Linked DNA regions of Zea mays: region 1 is linked to region 2. The links are chromatin contacts, called in public Hi-C maps. All regions are on one chromosome and are shown on one strand. Each heading gives the region's core, a stretch centred on a gene start, on an enhancer-like site or on the middle of the called end of the contact. The rest is flanking DNA. Distances are from core to core; before and after follow the strand shown. Region 1 holds the start of LOC100281359 (vacuolar protein sorting 29). Region 2 holds the start of LOC100383799.

What was found. A called contact is a pair of places that touch in the nucleus more often than the background predicts.
Region 1: a contact with region 2 is called in a Hi-C map of ear, with 1.9 times the contacts expected there. The contact joins the promoter of LOC100281359 here to the promoter of LOC100383799 in region 2. A contact is called at or near these places in 2 of 25 Hi-C or Micro-C datasets (ear and tassel).

Annotation. Positions count from the first base shown.
Region 1 is chr4:230,875,901-230,881,576 of Zm-B73-REFERENCE-NAM-5.0, reverse strand. LOC100281359 (vacuolar protein sorting 29) reads left to right here and starts at 2,802. Exons shown (of 3, transcript NM_001154277.3): 1 at 2,802-3,251. The coding sequence starts at 3,120.
Region 2 is chr4:230,491,931-230,497,333 of Zm-B73-REFERENCE-NAM-5.0, reverse strand. It overlaps LOC100383799, which reads left to right and starts at 3,049. Exons shown (of 3, transcript NM_001176433.1): 1 at 3,049-3,412; 2 at 3,922-4,141; 3 at 4,401-5,165. The coding sequence starts at 4,130. The coding sequence ends at 4,901.

The sequences.
Region 1 (5,676 bases), core at 1,553-4,052, 380 kb before region 2:
GGGATTCTTGTTCCCACGATCTCGTTACGACGCGTAGATTATTATTATGTAGTTTGTTCTTATGTTTGGTGTGATGTTAATTTTATCTATACCATGTTTGTCTGTATTGCTATGACTAGCAGTGAGGTCACGAGTCACCTGAAGATCATCCTGGTACCTGGATTCTCAAGTCCCAGACAAGTTGTGACATTGATCACTTTTATTTATCCAATAATATTCTTTATAATCATTTATTTATGCATAGGTTTAATTTTGATGGATCCAATAGGTCACCCTAGTATGGTTATCTTGTTACCTTGTTTACCCCTGAACTATTTGGGTAGTTTATGTTATTGCTCTATATGGTTTTGAGTTTAATATTACATTATATTCATGTTCCAATTATACTGTTATTTTATTTTTGTTCATGTCAAGATCATTATTTTTAATTGGAACATGGAGCTTAACTTGAGAAACGCGTACCACCACAAGGGTGGAATGGGATGCCCTTGGCTGACTAACTAGGAAAGCTAGTGGAGGACTACCTTACCCGAAAGCGGCAAGGGCAGTAGGGGAGTAAGCGTGTAGGGAGGTTCTCGGGTTAATTTTGCTGCGATGGCGGTCAGACGAGTGATTCCTACATTGCTCTTCCTAGAAACTGTAGCGGGTTTTTGGAAGCTAGTGGAACTTTGTAAAGGCCTCGCAATGGATCCCTAGCCATTCACCTTGGAAGTGTCTAAGGGCCTTGCGAACCCTGGCGACATGGGATACACGACTTGTGGGTACAGGGTACAACCTCTACAGAGTGTAAAACTGGTATACTAGACATGCTCGCGGTCATGAACAGCTCAGGACTCTCGCATGATTAAATTATGGAACTAAATTCAATTTATCATTTGCATTGCATGAGCTTTATTATTAATTTTGTTCTATTATTATTCTAGTTTGGTATTTACTTACATTTAGTAACTGCTAATAAAATTTGACCAACTTATTAAAAGCAATGCTCAGCTTTAACCCCTATTATTGATCAGCCTTACACTTCACATGAACTCCCACTTTTGGTGAGTTCATGCACATTATTTCCCACAACTTGTTGAGCGATGAACATATGTGAGCTCACCCTTGCTATCTCACCCCCACAAGTCAAGAACAGGTACCACAGGATGAGGCGCATGGAGGATGCTGCGATGTGTTCGTGAGAGGTCTAGGCCGTCGTCTCCTAGTCAACTTTGGGTTGATGGATCGTTGTCTCCTTACCATGTATTTATTTATTTATTTTGTACAGAACTCCTATTATATAGTAAAGTTATTACATTCGTTTCTGTACCATGATTTATCATATGTGTGAGACTTGGTCCCAGCGCACCTGGTGATTATGTTCGCGCCCGGGTCCCTAAAACCCGAGTGTGACAGAGGGCGTGCGGAGATGGCCGGAAAACGCGTGAACGTGGACGCATCCACGATGGGGGCGTGGGTGGGAGGTTAGGGACGAGGTCTGACGGGTGGGTCCGCAGGGCAGAGAGAGAGGATGAGCGCGTGCGAGGGGATCAGCACCGACAGGCCGACCCCACAGAGCAGAGAGAGAGAGAGAGAAGGGGTGCGTGGGCTGGCGCCGATAGGCCGGGTCCGTCTGTCCGACTTGGGCTGAAATGGTTTTTTCTATTTTTCAGGGAATTTCTAATGTTTTTCTATTTATGTTCTCTAGGGTTTTGAATTCAAATTCAAACTAAATCAAACATGTGCAACAATTTAAAAAATATTTGGAGCTCACCACGATGCAACATTTCATGACTCATATTGTTTTGACAAAATAAAATAATCAACCCCTCACTAATTAAGCTAATTCTACTAAAAAGAAAAAGAGAGAGAAACTAGAGAGAGAGGAGTAACACCTGAATTTGGTAGGTAATTAGAAAGAAATTTTATACCCCCAAATTTAGGGTGTTACAACCTCTGCGGACAAGGCAAAATGCGCAGTTATTTGAAAGGAATATTCGAACCAAGGTTCGATCTACCACGGCCACGGCCCGCCGGCGGCGGCGGCACGCGCGCGTGTGGTCGTTTTTCATTCTTTTCCCAACTTCTTAATAGATGCACCAATTGGTGCACCTATTTAAGTTGATTGATTGATCTCTTGAACTTACAATATGATACTAAATTATTAGTATACCATATCATTAAAGTGGACCACTAGCATTGACTATTATTGAATATTAATTGGGCCAAGCCAACATTAATCCAATATAAACAATGATAATTAGGTAATATTTTGAATAATATGGATGGCATAAATCTTGAAAATATAGGATACATGGAGATTATGTATTGAACTTGAGAAATCTATAGACAGAGTTTCTGAATTGAACTAGGTAAATCTGTAAACGGGAATACTGAATTATACTCCCTCTCTTTAGAAAATTAACAAATTCTTACAATACTTGATGTATGTATTATATATATGTGTATAGATTTATTATCATTCATTTGAATATAGACATAAAAACCAAGATCTAAAACGAATACTATTTTAGACGGAGAGAGTATAGATTTGTAAGAATCTATTTAGCTGATGTATCCTTTCAGTTAGGATTCAATTTTTTTTTAATAGGAGGATTCAAATTTTTTGATAGTACATCTAGATTCTAGACCGTCGATCTTTCAAACGTTGAAAAGAGGAAGAAGAGCTTGACGTTTTGCTTAGCTTAACGCTAGCCCAACGAACTTGGCGAAACCGATGGAGCCTCAAACGGGCCGTATCCGTCGTGCACAGCATGCTAAAGCCCAGTGCTGACGACGACGAACAACACTCATCCGGCCCGGTCATGAGCCCAATGCGGGGCCACTTCGTCGTTTTTGACAAGTAGACCCACAGTGGCCCCACGTGCTTGCCCCTCCCTTTCTCTTCTCCCCTTGTGTCGCGCTCGCGCATCTGAAGCAAGGGGGGGAAGGGCCAAGGGGGATCGGTCTTGTTCTCGGAGAGGGTTGAGCTGCTTGACGGTTTTGACTCGGATCATGGTGTGCAGCTCTATCAGATAGAGAGCTGACGTGAGGTGTGAGACGCGGATCGTGGAGTACTACTCAGTAGGAGATCAAGAGGAAGGAGGTGGGGAGGGGGAAGAAGGCGATAGCCGGGGAGGATGGTGCTTGTGCTTGCGCTGGGGGATCTGCACATCCCGCACCGGGCGCCCGACCTCCCCGCCAAATTCAAGTCCATGCTCGTGCCCGGCAAGATCCAACACATCATCTGCACTGGCAATCTCTGCATCAAGGTAACCTTACCTTCCGCGCCTGGCCGGCCGGCCGGGTAACCGGCGTCCCTCGGCGATCGATTTTACAATCCTTTCCTCTCGCCTCATGTGTCCAATTTTTGCGCTGGCTAGGTCGTACTGCCGCGGATAGTTGCATCACGTGAGAAATCGTTATGGTTCTTAGGTCGTGCTGGGATCAGCCGCATCGCTGTATTAGTCTACTGCAGTTGTTTGTTTGGTTCGGTCGGGCAACGTGTGTGTGTGTGTGTGTGGTTATTTTGGACTCTAGGATGGCAATAGCACCGAGCTGGTTTCTATAAGACTATTTTTTTTCGAATGCGTATTTTTTTATATAAGAGAAAAATGATCCAGTACATCAAACATCACCCCACGTAGGATCATAGAGAGGGATGTGGGATCTGAAACAGAACTTATATATAACTCAACAAAGAGACCAGACCCAAATTTCTACTTCTACCCAACCTAGCCTAGACCAGCAACCTTCCAAGGTCCAGGACCAGCAGCCCTTTGGCCCCAGCTACCTGCCATAGGACAACCTCATTCTTGACCTCCTGTACAACAGTTTGGATGGAAGGAGCGGATCCGTCAAAGACACAACCATTACGATGTTTCCATAGGATCCAAGCACCAAGAATGATCAAGGAATTAAGACCTTTCTTATGCTGTTTGTGGACTTTTTTCAAAGATTTGCGCCACGCCGCCACCATTCTGCAAAAGATTTGGTCCTACTGCTAGGCACCAAATTTGACCAATCTAGTGGCTGCAGAATACTAAACCAGAATTGTCTAGCAAAAACACATGATGTTAAAATATGTTGGACAGTCTCATTTTCCTGATCGCACAAAGGACATTGCTCGGGGTGAGGAAGCCCTCTTTTTTCCAAGCGGTCAGCAGTCCAACAACGATTTCTGGTGGCCAACCATATGGATATTTTTGCATTTCCCTAGAGCCCAAGGTTTCCAAAGCCTCTTCCAAGGTTCAAAAGGTATGCAACCGACAAAGAAAGCTCTGTAGGCTGACCTGGTGGATGGCTGACCTGTGGCATCGAACTTCCATGCATGCAGGTCATCATATTGGCTTAGAGTAACCTCAGCCAATGTATCCCAGAGCTGTAGAAATTCTGTGAGGCCAATCAAACCAAGTACTCCATGAATATCAGTAACCCAGGCTTGGTTCTGCAGGGCTTGGGCCACCATCCTTAGCTTCCTTGTTCTTCTAGGGACCTTTCTAACTACCTCAGGTGCTAGTTCTTCCAATGAGCAGCCATGCAACCAGCGGTCTGTCCAGAAAAGGGTGTTTGCTCCATTACCAATGGTGGTGACAACATAAACAGCGAATCAGACTTCATATTGTGGTTTTCGGTTTTGTCGAGGCAAATTGATGATCGATGGACCCCAATGCCGATGCTTTGTAAAAAAAAATCAGTGTATTAGGATCACTACTTTGCCCGTTCAGTACATCAATGGCACATGTTACTGCTTATAATTGTAGAACTCTTTCCTGTTCTTGTTAAATTGTGAAGGGAAAATTCTCAGTCGGCAACATGCTCGCCATGTCCACATGAGGCCTCGGGGCTGTTTTCTTCTAAATCCTGTTACAATGTCTTATTCTTCTACTCTACTGTTTTTGAGCCATGGAAGAGATTGTGGAAGACTTGGGCCCCTCCAAAATGCAAGTTTTTCCTTTGGCTGGCGATAAGGAACAAGTGTTGGACAACTGACAGGTTGGAGAAGAGGGGGATGCCACACCCAGATGTATGCCCCATGTGTGACCAAGCCCAAGAGACAATTCAGCATCTCCTTACCGCTTGCATTTTTGCCCGTCAATTTTGGCACAAAATTCTTGCTGTTTTTAGCTTGGGGCATCTCACTCCTGCAGCTAACGAGGAGTCTTTTGCAGACTGGTGGAGAAAGGTGAGCCTCAGGGTTATCAAGACTAGGAAAAGGAGGTTTAACTCTTTGATCATCCTGGGAGCTTGATGCCTATGGCTTTAGAGAAACATAGCGGTTTTTCATGGGGAGTCTCCATCCTTATCTAGAATTTTTAGATGTTTCTTAGATGAGTGTGTTAGCGGGGCAATAGCAGGAGCTAAGGAGTTTGAGAGCCTAGTCTTAGTTGCAGCTCTTGGCGAGGTCGGGTCAAGTTACGGTACCAGTTTGTAATTTCCTTCGGGTTTTTTGTAGGGTCCTTAGGAGACTTGCTCAGCAAGATCTCCTTTTTTGTATGGTTTTTTCTTCCTCTCTAATATATAAGATGCGCAGTTCTCAAACGCGTTCGATAAAAAGCATGCTCGCCATGCCTATGTTTACTAGGTATTATGCGAGTGTAATAAGTTGTGAAGTAACCCTAATAAGTAGTACCATCCGGACAGTAGCTTGTCAAGTATGTGGGCAAGTTGTTCTTAATCACACAATCTTCAGTTCTC
Region 2 (5,403 bases), core at 1,800-4,299:
CGCCGTTGCCGGCTAGGCCGCCAGACGCGGAGTCATAGAGACACCAATCGCCAGCCGCCAGGAATTGAGTCTGGGAAGCCGAACGATCGAGAATTTGGAACGCCAGGAACTGCCATCCCGCGTCGGGCCAACAGGATGGTCGGGTGGGGTCCCCGGTGGGCCTGGCTTAGGGTGTGCTAGGGCCCACCCGGACCCCCCTGTGGGTCCGCCCCTATATATGAGTGTTCATGTGATGGTGAACGATACCCATGTAATGGTGTATGTTTATTTATTTGGTGTATGTTTTCTTTTGTTTGTACGATATGTGAATCGATATTAGAAGCTAATTGTGTGGTAGACGATCCAAACACGTTCGAAGACGACCCGTAGGACACGTTTGAGCAAGGCAAGTGGTTCTCCCTCTGCATTTCTATCTGTACCCAAGTAATGCATATAATAATGTTTACTTTCGGATATTTGCATAATTTGATGGGATTTGCCTAAATAGGATTTCCTAGAAATACCAACCCTATTCCTTGACTACGCTGGGATAAATATTATGCTTGGCAATTTGTGCTACCGCTCAACTTGATAATTATGGTGTCACTCTTTAATGATACTAATATTCCAAAAATGAAGTTTTTATTATGATATTAACTCGATGGTTAAACAAGATCATTCGTATTAAATGGAACATGAAGTGACCACCTAGGATAACAGTGCAACCACGAGTGCTATAATGGCTCTGACTTTGATAATTAGCTCTATAGACTTAGTGCTTAGTAACCCTACCTGAAAGATGGGCAAGAGGGGGCGGCAGTGGTTTGGTGGCAGCTCATTTTAACATGGGGTGGTAGTCTTGGCTAAGTTACCTCGTCCAGAGGGCCATCAATACTGACGTGAAAACCTTAGCGGATGGCTTTGTACTAAGGATATTTTGTGAAAGCTCATAATGGATCCCTAGCCATTCACCTCGTACTGTTTACGGGTCCGTACAATCCAGGCTAGATGGGATACATGACTTGTGGGTAAAGTTGTACCACCTCTGCAGAGTGTAAAGATGGAAAATAAATCAGTCGTGCTCACAGTTAAGAGCAACCTGAACCCTCACATGATAATTAAACTTAAAGATGGAAAATAAATCATGATCCGATGATTTTTAAATGGTTTGCTTAAGTGATTTCACTTAAGTATTTTTGATATAATCATATGCTTATGTTTAATTGGGATATTTTGGGATACACTTACAATTAGTAAGTCAGACGTTGTTAATAAAATATTGATCAACTAAAATGCTTACCTCTTATCCATAGCATACCTTATTAAACTTGCATTACTCCTCCCACTTGCTGAGCCCCGACCATAAGTGAGCGCACCTCTTGCTAATATTTTGATCAGAGGGTGATGAAGAAGACTTTGCAGACGATGTTGACGAGTACTAAGTCTAACGATGTGTCAGTCATCTTCATGTGAAAGAGCGTCCGTGTTTTATCCGCTGTACTTTGATGATGATATTATTTAAGACACTTATGTCTAAATGATGTAATAAAGTTACTCTACTTTATTTATAACTTATTATATTATATTTTGATATATTAGACTTGCGACATTAACATATATATGAAAAATAGATTCTCATATGTATATATATATATTATGTATTCGGTTTTGACCATAAAATCGAGTGTGACAAAAACTCGAGAGAATACTGAAAGCACTTTGAGCCGCGCTTTCCTCGCCACTCTTCCCTCCAACGGGAGGTGCACTATGGTCATCCCAATCCAAGAAGGAATGGAGGATACACTTGCGTGGCATGGAGATCCTAAAGGAAATTTCTCTGTTAAATCAGCATATGCCTTGGCAAGTAGGAGACGTGACCATCACAATAATGCAGATGCATACTCCTCAATTAGCGGGCGAGGGGAGAACGTTTGGAAGTCAATATGGAATGTAAATGTGACTAACAAAATAAAAATGTTCTTATGGAGGTTAGCCCACAATAGCCACCCTGTCAGAGTAAACATAGCAAGAAGAGGTATAAAAATTGAAACTCTGTGCCCCATGTGTTTCCGTCTTGATGAAGATGGTGGCCATCTCTTTTTTAAATGCAAAAAAGTGAAGCAGGTCTGGAGGTGTTTATGTCTGGAGGACACAAGAATACTCCTGGCAAGCAAAGCGTCGGCTTTGGAGGTCATTGAATCCATCCTAACTCTCCGAGAAGAAACCAAGATTAAGGTCGTGCTGTTGTTATGGTGCTGGTGGTCAGCTCGCAATAAGGCAATCCAAGGGGAAAGGTGTGGATCTACTGAAGAGGTGTGCAATACTGTTGCCTACCATTTGATGAATATGGAGAAACTTCAGATAGGAAAATCTGCTAGAGCCCCACCTATGAACCTAAAATGGCAGCCTCCCCCAGCAGGCTTTTACAAAATAAATTGCGATGGCTCATATCTGGCGAAATCAGGTTTGGGCGGCTGGGGATGTATTATCAGGGGCCACGATGGCAGTTTCTTGGCTGCGGGGGCGGGCACTTTGACTGGCATATCCTCTACCCTTCATGCTGAGAGCGTCGCCTGTATGAAAGGTTTGGAGCTGGCTGTTTTCCTTGGAATGCAAAATGTGATGATTGAAACCGATGCTGCGATCCTGAAGACGGCGTTGACCTCACAAGAATATGACCTCTCTGCTTTAGGCGTAGTATTCAAGGAAATAAGGAGTAGGATGTTTTCTGAGTTTGCTTGTTGTATTGTGTCTAAATGTCAAAGAACCTGTAATTTAGTTGCTGACTGTTTAACTGCTCATGGAGCAAATTCAGGTGACGTTGACTCTAGTTTATGGCTAGATCATGCACCGGACTTCATTTGTAATATTGTCTCCGGCGATGTGCCTAGAGCTGCTTAATAGCCATGGAATGCGTTTCCATTTCAAAAAAAAAAGGGAGGTGGACTATTTCACCGCCGCAACCAACAAAACATATCGAAAGCTCGCCACCCACCCGCCTCGGTGGTGCCGCCATAACATATGCCCGTCGCTCCCCCTCCCCTTCGTTTCTCTTTCCCTCCGCTTCCGCTCCCGTCCTTCCTCCCCTCACCGGGACCCCCAGACAGCGCGCGCCGGCGCAATGCGGTGGGACGCGTCGGAAGCAGAGGTAGCCCTTGAGCGGATCTGGGAACTCCATGACCGCCTCAGCGACGCCATCCTCGCCGCCTCCCGCGCGCACCTCTTCCTGCTCGCTCCCCAGCCTCCTCCCGTGCCGTCCGCGCCACCCGTCAAAGGGGCCCACCGAGTCAGCGGCGGTAGGAACGGCTGCGTCTTCGTCAAGGGCGGAGGAGAGGCGCTGGCCGCCGCCGCGGAGTCCGTGTCCGAGGTCAGGAGCCTGCACGCCATCCGCTCTGCGCTCGAGGACGTCGAGGACCACCTCGAGTTTTTACACGTGAGGCTCCTGGTTCCCTTCCACCCCTCTGCTCCCCTATGGATAGAGCATCCCAGTCCCAGCTCTTCTAGGGTTCCGCGCGGTTGGCACTTGGCAGTGTGAGTTAATTCTGGTTAGGACCACCGCTTCTGGGCTGCTGCTGTGACGAATGGGGACTGCTTTTTGGAGCCCCGGTCGCGCGTTGTTCTCGTGATTGCCGGTCGTTGCGTTGAAGCCATTGAGCATGAGAAATTAGCGAGTCCTCATCACCAATATTGCCCGTGCCTCTGCTTGTTTTGTGGCTAATGGATTGTTCATTCTCGAACTGAATTGGATGACCGTATCCATGGTAATCCATGGTAATCCATAATGGCCACTTGTGTTTTATTGGGATACAATGCTTGTATGGTATTCTAATGGTAGAAACTAAGTTGCTGTTGAATATCTATTCTACTAGGTGGGCTTTTAATGTTTTGCCATGATTCTGAATTTACGTTTGTTATTGGAATTGTTATTTACTTAGAGTTCAGGTCATTTGGCTCACAAGTGGTTGGCCTTGAATGGTTGAGGTGCAAATATCTCGCTCACTGGAGCCACATGGCCTTCATTGCCCTCGGGTGCTTGCTCTCTTATGTTTCATGTCCTCTCGATGCCAGTTGGGGCCGAATACTTTATAAGTTGATTGTTACTTCGTGCAAAGCGCCAATATAGGAGCACCATTACTATGTAAAAACTTCCATGTCCTGTGCTGTAAGTACTTAGATCACTTACTTATTAAATTTATTCTGTTTTACTATTTTAGCAAAATGAGTTCTCAGATTTTTAAGGGGAAAAATCACTACCACAAAGTTGCCCAATGGCAAGGGTTAGTGGATTTAATAGACATTTACATGCATATCCATTATCAACACTTTCAAGTGCTGGGGCCTTTAGTTAACTTAGTTTTACTTGTTCCTGTTGAATCTTTTTGTGAGATCTATTTCTCACTAGTGTTAATTTTGCTTTACAGACTGTTCAATCACGACATCAGGCAGAGCGAGATTCTGCAATTGCTAGACTGGAGCAAAGCCGTCTAGTCCTTGCTACGAGGTTAGCAGAACATCAAGGGAAGAAGCATAGAATCATCGATGAGGTCTTGGCATTTGTTGGTGAAGTGAGTGACAAGAGTCAATTTATCTCATTTGAAGATGTTTGTGCTACCCATAGCCGATCAGAGGATGATGCAGAGGACAACAGGGGCAACGGTTCAAGGATTATGTCAAACATGTTATCTAGCAGTTTGTCTTTAGCCAAGAATTCATTTCGACTGGACAAGATTGGTGGTGCTCTCGGTAACGCTGCAATGTTTGCAGTAAGTGTGCTTGCTTTCTTCCAGCTGCATCAAATTACATTTGGAAGTAAAACTCCAGCCATGGAATACAGGAAGAGAATCGAGTACAGTATTCAACCAAGGAGCTCACAATCGAATGGGAAAGGAAAACTTCTGGAGGTTTACCTAGCAAGAGGCTGAAGAATTATTAGATCATTCTGTTTGGCTGTACAGAGTTTTAACCAAAGTTCGTTTTTGTCGGTTTTATTAGGGCGCTGATCATTCTTTACAATGGACTGGACCCTGTTCCAGGCAATTAGGGAACTTACTGTCTGATTCTTATAAATAGAGTTTGAAGGGAATTGCGTATTCTATCTCAAATTGTGAATGGCTTTGTGCTTAGAGATGGTCAGATGGATTGTTTGTAAACCATGTTCAAGCTAACTTGAACTGCCGTTATGCACTACTTTCTTGCCAGTTTTGATCATATTCATTCTACGAAAGACAACTTCTTGCTGTGCTCTTGGGGAAATGTGTTCAAGTTTCGTTGCTTGTGTGTGGCAAGTTTCAGGTTTGTTGTGGGGCTACAGTGTGAGCACATGCAATTCTTGCTTTTAATTGTGAGTACTGACGTTATTTGCTTTCTTCTGCCTTGTGCTTGGTGCTTCACTGCTTTGCTTTGTTGATTGCCTGTCTGGTCATA